2 separate regions of the Danio rerio genome follow, and region 1 is linked to region 2. A link is a contact called in public Hi-C data. All regions are on one chromosome and are shown on one strand. The core of a region is the stretch at or near the end of the contact, and the rest is flanking DNA. Distances in the headings are between cores, read along the strand shown. Region 1 overlaps adgrg6 (adhesion G protein-coupled receptor G6). Region 2 overlaps vta1 (vesicle (multivesicular body) trafficking 1).

Region 1 (4,114 bases), core at 1,424-3,923, 120 kb before region 2:
CTCTTTTTATTAACTTTTCAAGTCAGTGAAACTCCAACAAATGCACACACAATAACAGTACTGAAATCTGGAGCTTATCTAACAAAATAACTTATGATATTGGTCCAAAAACTAGTACACCCAAATTTATATGTTATAGAAAAATATTAAATTCAAATTTTAAAAAGAGGAAAAAAGCAAAAAAATAAATAAATAAATTGAAAAATTGAAAAATTTTGTTGAAATTTTGTAGGTTGTCATTTATTTTTGCAATATTTTGCTTAAATTTATTGTATTATCTTTCAATTTCTAAATATGTTTGGTGACTAAAATAACATTTTAATCAACATCTGTTTTACAAATCTGTTTTGTTTAAATTCACTACAATCTATTGCCTATATTCACTGAGGAATGGATAAAAATATGCATTTTCAAAAAAGAGAAATGCATAACTCAATTATGAGCATAGCTCAATTATGCTGAGCACTGTATATCTCATCTTTAATGACTTCAAAATGCACTTATAGGTATCAAGACAAATACAACATTACCTATATTTAAGAAGAGCTCAGTAATATTAATTTGTATTAATTCATATTAATTAAAACACTAAAAATATCACGTTATTAAACAATATCCAAGCAAAAATACTCATTATTTATGGTTACTGAATTGTCACTGTAAAGCATGCCATACCCATTAAGTTCACGGTAACACTGTCTAAAGTCAAGCCATTTCCAATAGCAGGGGCACTTCTCAGCATGCTCTCAATCTCCACCTCTGCCAGATTCACATCGGTGGTATTCTTATACACCAGTAGCGCCAAGTAGATTTGTCTGTGAAAAATGCAATATCACATCAACAACAAATCTGTTTCGATAGATTAGCAAAAAAAAAATATATATATATATGCATATAAATAGGCAGTAACACTTTATTTTGATGGTCCATTTGCTGAATTTAAGTTGCCAGCTTAAATTGTTGAAATTAAGTTGTTGAGTTTAACATGCCAACGAATTCTCATTAGATTACAAGTAGACTGTCAGGTTGGGGTTGGGGTTAGGGATAAGGGTTAGTGTAAGCTGACGTGTACTTGCAAAGTTTCTTATAGTCAGTTAAACATCTGTTGAAGGAGCAGTATCAACAGATATTAAGCAGACAGTCTAACACTCAACTGGACCAATTAAATAAAGTGTTACCAATTAGCCTAATGGAATATCTTTTTAATAAAAATATAAATAAGCAGTCTGAAATGTTTTACCGTGTGGTTGTGATCCTTGAGAGAACAGTGATAAGCTGAAGACTAAAAACTCAAATGGTAAAAGTCATTAGTTAAAGAAAAAATGAATGTTTACTGTTATAATTAGATTTTTAAAAGAACCATACCTGATGCCATCAACATAAACTCTATACATCCAGTTCTGAAATGTCTGATTGAGCTGTAAAACATCAAAAAACATGTGTATAATAATTTAAGTGTAAAATAAAAGTCTATAATAATTTTCAGTAGCTTTGTAACAGCCATTTAAAATGCATTTAACAGTAAAAGAAAACAAATATATAAGAAAAGTGTAAAAATATACCCATTGAGATATTATCGCCGTAGCATCTCTATCTGGAGTTTGTTCATCAGTAACCACAAGGGTTGATCTGTAGAAAATATCCTCTGTAATAGTAGATAAAGAAATTTTTAGTTGCACGTCAAAAAAGGTATTTAATTCACTTGCTTTATTTCTGTGATGCATAGCAGTAGTCTATGTCTTGGTAATTACCAAACAGATCTTAAAATCAGTCTGCTAAACCAAATCAACCCAAAGTCTTACATAAACAAGTTCAGTATAGAGGATTTGCCATTAATCACATTCTCGGTACATGAAGCAATGCATTTTGAGAGCTACTGCTATGCTGCACTTCTACCACAAGATGGCTCTCATGTATCTTGAGTTGTTAGTGCTGGACTACTTTATGATGCAGTACTACACCATGCCAAGGCTTTCTTAGGAGACTCCAGATATAATAACATTTCAAAAACTGACTTCACAAATTGAAAATATGAGACAGCTTCTTAAGATAGCACACTGTACTTTCAATCCACACAAGGATTCTCTCGTAAAATTGTCAGAGAGCAAATCCTTCTTGAAGTAAAACTAAAATGGTCAAGGTGAAATAAATGATTAAATATGGCAGTCTCCTAAGAAGGAAGAATGATATAAATCTGGATAATTTCAAGAGAGCTATGCACTCGATCTGAGTGAGCAAATCAGTACATTAAGAGGGCTGAAAATCAATGATTGTCAGAACTGGCTATGGTTAATATACTCTAGTAAATCAAATAGGATTTTAATCTGCACAGCAAGAAGACCCTCATTTTTCCCCACAATTGGGTAACCATCATTCTACGATTCGTTCACTTGCTCAGAAAGTCAGGATTCAGTAATAAAAGAAACTATTTCTCTTTCTAAGGTCTAGATCGTTATTGGAAAACATACTGTTCCCGGCTGAAAGTCCACACAGACATGTAATATGAAAGGGAGCTTTACATGGACATGGGGCCAGTTCATGAGGGTCTGTAGTGGTCCCATTGGTGGCACCAGCGTGCACCGAGCCAAAACTTGGGATGACTCCATTGGCTGGGGTGGCGGCTGTGCCATTTGTTGGGACAAAAGGCTGGTCGTCAATAGCTGGAGTCGGATGCGTCTTGGTATCTGTGGTGGCGGGTTGAACAACGAGCACATTGTGGCTGTGGCTGGAGGGGTTTGCTGATTCATTCTTGGCCCAAAATGGCCACTTTGTTGTTGAAGAGTGGACATGTTTAGCGTCCAGCAGGTCTTCACTGTAGCCGCTTGAGATGTGTATTGATTTGGATGGTTGAAAGACTGAAATGGAGGCAGTCCATTCAAGTACTGATGGCATGCTGCTTATAGAAGTGTGAAATTGATGAAGAGGAGTGTTTGGTGGTGTATGAGATGACAGATCTGCATAAGTCATAGTTATTTGCAAATGAGGTTGAGTGTGGAATGGTTCAATTGTGTGCATATTTATTTTAAACAATTCATAGTCTTGAATAGTGTTCGAAATCTGCTTTTTCTTAAATGACTTAGAGACATCTGGGATGTTCAGAGTTGTTTTTAAGGGCCATGTGGTAGGGGTGGCTTCAATGTATTTGTGGGTTGTACTGCTGATTCGAGTGTAAGCACTAGAAATAATAAATCTATCATGGTAAACCTTCTCTTTAGAGCGAGAAGGAAAGACATTGCCTGGTTCTATGAAGTTAGAAATGTCTATTGTCTCTGACTGATATCTGAATTTGGTTTCATAAGGTGAGGCCTCATCTGGTCTATGGTTTCTTATTGAATTGAGGAAATGTGAGGGAAATATTTCAGTTGATGAAATTTGGGAACTTTCCCTGTCAGCTGTGGTGTTGGCTGACCATGTCGATGTGACCATGCCACGTACAGAGTCCAAAATGTTGAGGGAGGGCAAACTGGGAGATATATTAATCCTCTCTGCTTTAGTTTGGGCATCTGAATTAACGGGCCAAGACTGAGAGCCTCTCTGTTCATCTGTCAGGGCCACCGCAGAACTGTTTGGTAATTCTGAACTAGCATTGACAGAAATATGAGGCATATGTGACAAGTCCCTCAGATCGACCTCTGAAGGATTAACATCGCCTTGCCTGCTTAAGCCTCTGAAAAGGGTCTCTGGCAATCTGTGTATAAGCGACGGCTCCAGCGCCAGAGGTGACTCTGATTTGGACCAGCTGCCGTCTACTGACGTAGAAATGCCACCTGCGATGCTCGGATACAAAGTGAAAACCCTAGAATTTGGGAATTGGCTGGAGTGAACGACTTGAGGGTTTTCAGAGAGGATAAACTGATTGTTCATTGAGGGTAAAACCAGGTCAGTGTTGTTTTTGGGATCTGAGATAAAGAGAATTTGGGCTGAGCCAGGTGTCAGAGATGGGAAAACATCAGTGTGCGGCAAGGAAGACAACGGACTGGGTCTGATGGCCTGTGTCATTAAGAAGTCACTTTGAACCCCTTCAGTAGGCATTGAACTCTGAGGCTCAATAAGAGTGGCAGCGCTGTGGGTTGAATCCATAAGCAGTTCAGCCACTGGCTCGACACTATGAGAG
Region 2 (4,546 bases), core at 753-3,252:
TCCGTTATAATGCTGCTCTAGCGGTCAAATAAAAAAAGAATTATATATTAAAGTGTCTTTGAGGTTTCCTTGTTGTTTATAAATCCAAACCGGAAAATGAGGGTGTATGATGTCATAAGCATAGAGGACACGATCCATGTTACAAGTTAAATCTTATTTTTTTTGTATAATACAAGAACATCAGTCTGCAAAATATAATACTGTTCTAGTTGTTTTTGGACAATGTAATGGGAAAATATGTACATATTTTGCCTTTAAAGGGCACCCATTTTCTTTTTCAAGATTTAAAATAAGTGTTGTGTCTCCAGAATGTGTCTGTAAAGTTTCAGCTCAAAACACCCATCAGATTATTTATTATACCTTTAAGAATGTTAAAATTTTCTGCTCTGAACACAATGTAGCTGTTTTTGTTGCCTGTGCCTTTAATGCTAGTTCTCCCTGCCCACCATTCCCACGTGCCTGTCAGAGTGTGCCTCAATCTCCGTCACAGTGACAGACATGAGAGAAGGAGATCTCACGTAACATTTGAGAGAAATACTACAGTAAGAACTTTCCCAATGATTATTTGATGTATTTGTTGGGGAGTTGCAACAGTGAGTCACACACAATGTCATTAAAAAGTTACAATGAACGCACACAGACATACACACAGTGGACACACACACACACACATTGTGTACGTTTAACTTTGCACAGTTATTGCATGCAAATGTGACAGGATATGTGTTAATATCCACTGCTGTGTGGATATCTGTTATGTTGATGTACAAAATAAACTTGATTTAACAACCACACACTGAGATTAAAGCGTCCTCTTTTATAATTGTACTGGCATGCGGCTATGGTGATAAAAGATGGTAATATCACCTTAATTCATAACAAACATGCACAGTTTTAAAAACTAACCAGTAAAACTCATACTTGATCGAATTTATTGATGACTGATGTTCACAGAGAGCTGAAGAGATCTTTTAACAGCAGATGCTTTGCACACGTCTTGTCTTGTTAATATGATTATGTGTTATTACGGATACATGTTATTACTTTTCTGGCAATCAATACGGTGGGCGGGGAAACCACACTCCTACATCACGTTGCAGTGGGCCTCAAAATGGGAACGATTTGGATCCTATTTTAAAGCCAAGAAATTAAAAATAACAATAATAATAATTTACTCCAATATGACTGTGAAAACACTATACCTAAACACAGTTCTGTCCTAACATCTTACAAAACATGATTTTCATAATTGGTGCCCTTTAATACCAGTATTAAAAAAAAAAAAAAAAAGGATAAGTGTTCAGGCAGCCAAAAAAAATTATTGTTCAATTATGTATTTGACCATTGCGAAAGTACAGTTTGTCAGTTTACCTCACTTTTTGTGTTGTGCTTAGTGTAACGGCTTTTAAAAGTGTTAAAAATTAAAAAATGTTAAAAAACTAGTGTTTCTTCTGATTAAAATGCCATTTTAGTTTCTCCTAAAAAGCATCTACTCTGGCGCACATGATAAGAGGAAATAGAAAAAGCTTTATGTAAAGGAGGAGGAGTCACAAAGCACACCTATTACTCAACCACCACTGACCAATGGTACTTTGAAGGGGTTTACCAGTTAGGGTGGACCTTTACATTCTCTTACAAATTCACTATTAAACTGTTAAACTGTTTCAAACTCATGAAACATAAAAGTTTGGAGTTAATTCTTTGATTTCAACTATAGTATATGAGGGCCTTTAGCCAATCTGGGTTTAATTCAGTAGTATAGCCTGAATGAAAAGTGTTGATCAGGCTTTTTGCATGCCCAGGCTGCACACCAGATTGCACCCATTTAGGGACAACAAAGCGCTCTACAATATTTCAGAAACTCATTATGGCCGAGTAAGCATTAACGCAAGCTTGACGTTTGACAGACGAAAGACAGCGTGACTCTTCAGTCGAGGACATGCCCGAGTATTTCACTGACATCTGCAGTAAGAACCGAATTGTATATTCAGGAATGTCAGCCCGCGCACACTGCTTTCCCTACTACAAGGATGTTATTATGTAGCTGCTGCTCAGTCTGAAGACTGGATAAGGTCCAGCGAGAAGGAAGGAAAACAATGTCAAAGAGGGCCTTTTCCATAGGTTTACAGCATGGTGCCAATCAGAGAACTGAAGCTCTGTCAAAGAGACAGAAGCCAGAGCAGAAACAAGCATCAGAAGAGCACAACTAAAGATGGCCACATTAATCTGCCACTGCGCACATGGATGTTGCACATTACGATGCCTTCATAGGAAACATTAATCCTCTTAATCTTGAAAAAACAGTTTCTATTACCAGCACTTTGAAGTAGAACAAAATTTGTCCTTTCATTTATTATATCATTGAAATGATTGTGCAATAAAAAAATTAAGGCTGTAAGAATACACTACAAGGCATCAAAATGACTAAGTATATATATATATATATATATATATATATATATATATATATATATATATATATAAAAAGTGTAAACATATATACACACATATATATATATATATATATATACACACACACACACACACACACACACACATATATATATATATATATATATATATATATATATATAAAACTTTAATTCCCATTACAAAATTGTTTAAACTTTTTAGATATTGAAGAAAATATGATAAGCAAAAGTCATAGATGCATCGTCATAATATATATGGCTCAGCATATACAGTTTAAGTCAAAACTATTAGCCCCCTCTTTTTTTATATATTTCCCAAAAGTCTCATTTTTAGTCATTTTAATTTTGTTAAAACCATTTTAAAGGTCAAAATGATTAGCCCCTTTAAGCTATATATTTTTTCTGGTAGTCTACAGAACAAACCATCCTTATACAATAACTTGCCTAATCACCCTATCCTGGGGTGCGTTTCCTGAACAACGACACAACTTAAGGCTGAACTATCATGGTACAATGCATCGTTTGAAAAAAGAACGACGTAGTTCTTCAATATTTTTTTTGGTTAAAACATGCATTCGTTTTCTATATTAACTGAAATATTTGTAAATGGCACAAATACACAAATATTTGTTTATTTTACAAATATTATTGAGAGTGACATATCTTATTCTAAAACAAATCACTTACAAAAGCTAACATCTATTCTAATATCATATATAAATCATATGAATGAATAAATAATACTAAGGCAATTTATTATAAAATGAAATGTAATTTATTATATATTAGGATCTGAAAAAAAAACAATTTAATAATGATGATGATTATTATTATTATAATTATTATTATTATTAAGTAGGGTACCGCTTATTTATTATTTTTTATAAAAATCTACATTTACAATTTGACACTTGTAAACCACGGCAGAAAGTTCTAACCGGCAGGCCCATGTCATATACAGTACAGATACTTAATAAACAACCCACTATAAATTAAAATAATTAACATATGCTTTTTGTTTTCACAAGCTTTGGAGACGTAATATAAATTCGCTTTTAAATAATAGGTCACCTATAGCTTTCGCTTGAGGCTGTGTTCAAAATGACATCAAAGCTTTCAAAGTGCACTGCGAAGGGAGCACAATTATAAACATGAAGATCGCTAAAACTGAAATGTAAAAATAGTTTGAAAGCAAATTAGACCTAAGAAAGATGACTTTAATGTTTTTTTTAATCATTCAACGTTCAAATGTTAGAAGGTTCTAAATGAACAGGGCATAGGGGCGATAAGTGGGAATAGAACACAGGAACTACACTGCAAATACAGCTCCAGAGCTGTAGTTGCTAGCGCTCAAGTTTGCAATGCAGTTTGCGAATGTTCATTGGAGCAACGGATTTGGGTAACGGCAAATCAACAAACTATGCTTGTAATGACAGAACTTGCAACCTTAGTTGGCTAACGATGGTTTTGGGAAACGCACCCCTGCCTAATTAACCTAATTAAACTAGTTGCTGTGTAGTAGTGTCTTAAAAAATATCTAGCAAAATATTATTTAATGTCATCACGGCAGAAATAAAATACATTGGGTATTAGAAATGAGTTTTTAAAACTATTATGTTTAGAAATTAGTTAAAAAACAATCTTACCTATGTTAAACAGAAATTGGAAAATAAAATAAAGGGGGGGGGTAATAATTCTGATTTCAACTGTACAAGTAGTACACCACTCACAAATCTCTCTTTTAAATTTATATTTTAATAGGAAGCACAATATTATATTTGTGCATATACAATAGATTAGTCAGTACTGAAGCCAAATCTGGAGCTTATCTAACAAAATAACTTACGATAACTAGTACAGTACAGTACACTAGTACAACCAAATTTAAATGTTATAGAAAAATATTAAATACAATTTTAAAAAAGAGAAAAAAACAAAAGAAGCAAAAAATGTTTTAAAAAAATTGTTGAAATTTTGTTGGATGTCATTTTTTGAAATATTATTTAACATTTAATTGTATTATCTTACAATTTCTAAATACATGTTTGGTGACTAAAATATTATTTTAATAAATATATCGATGTAATAAATCTGTTTTGTTTAAATGCACCAAA

What was found. Hi-C and Micro-C count contacts between places; a contact is called where the count stands out from the background.
Region 1: a Hi-C map of an unstated tissue shows a contact between it and region 2, with 3 times the contacts expected there. The contact joins two enhancer-like sites. A contact is called at or near these places in 2 of 18 Hi-C or Micro-C datasets (caudal fin and an unstated tissue).

Annotation. Positions count from the first base shown.
Region 1 is chr20:40,709,495-40,713,608 of GRCz12tu, reverse strand. adgrg6 (adhesion G protein-coupled receptor G6) reads right to left here. Exons shown (of 24, transcript NM_001369129.1): 6 at 1,563-1,645; 7 at 1,366-1,418; 8 at 1,241-1,255; 9 at 676-815. Among named protein-coding and RNA genes, the nearest start is that of trnaf-gaa, 22 kb to the left of the region's middle. Within about 2 kb of position 2,673, at least 5 of the 62 cell types and tissues checked have an H3K27ac peak or open chromatin away from gene starts, as enhancers often do.
Region 2 is chr20:40,584,202-40,588,747 of GRCz12tu, reverse strand. The region is part of intron 1 of vta1 (vesicle (multivesicular body) trafficking 1); the gene reads right to left. Among named protein-coding and RNA genes, the nearest start is that of vta1, 11 kb to the right of the region's middle. Within about 2 kb of position 2,002, at least 7 of the 62 cell types and tissues checked have an H3K27ac peak or open chromatin away from gene starts, as enhancers often do.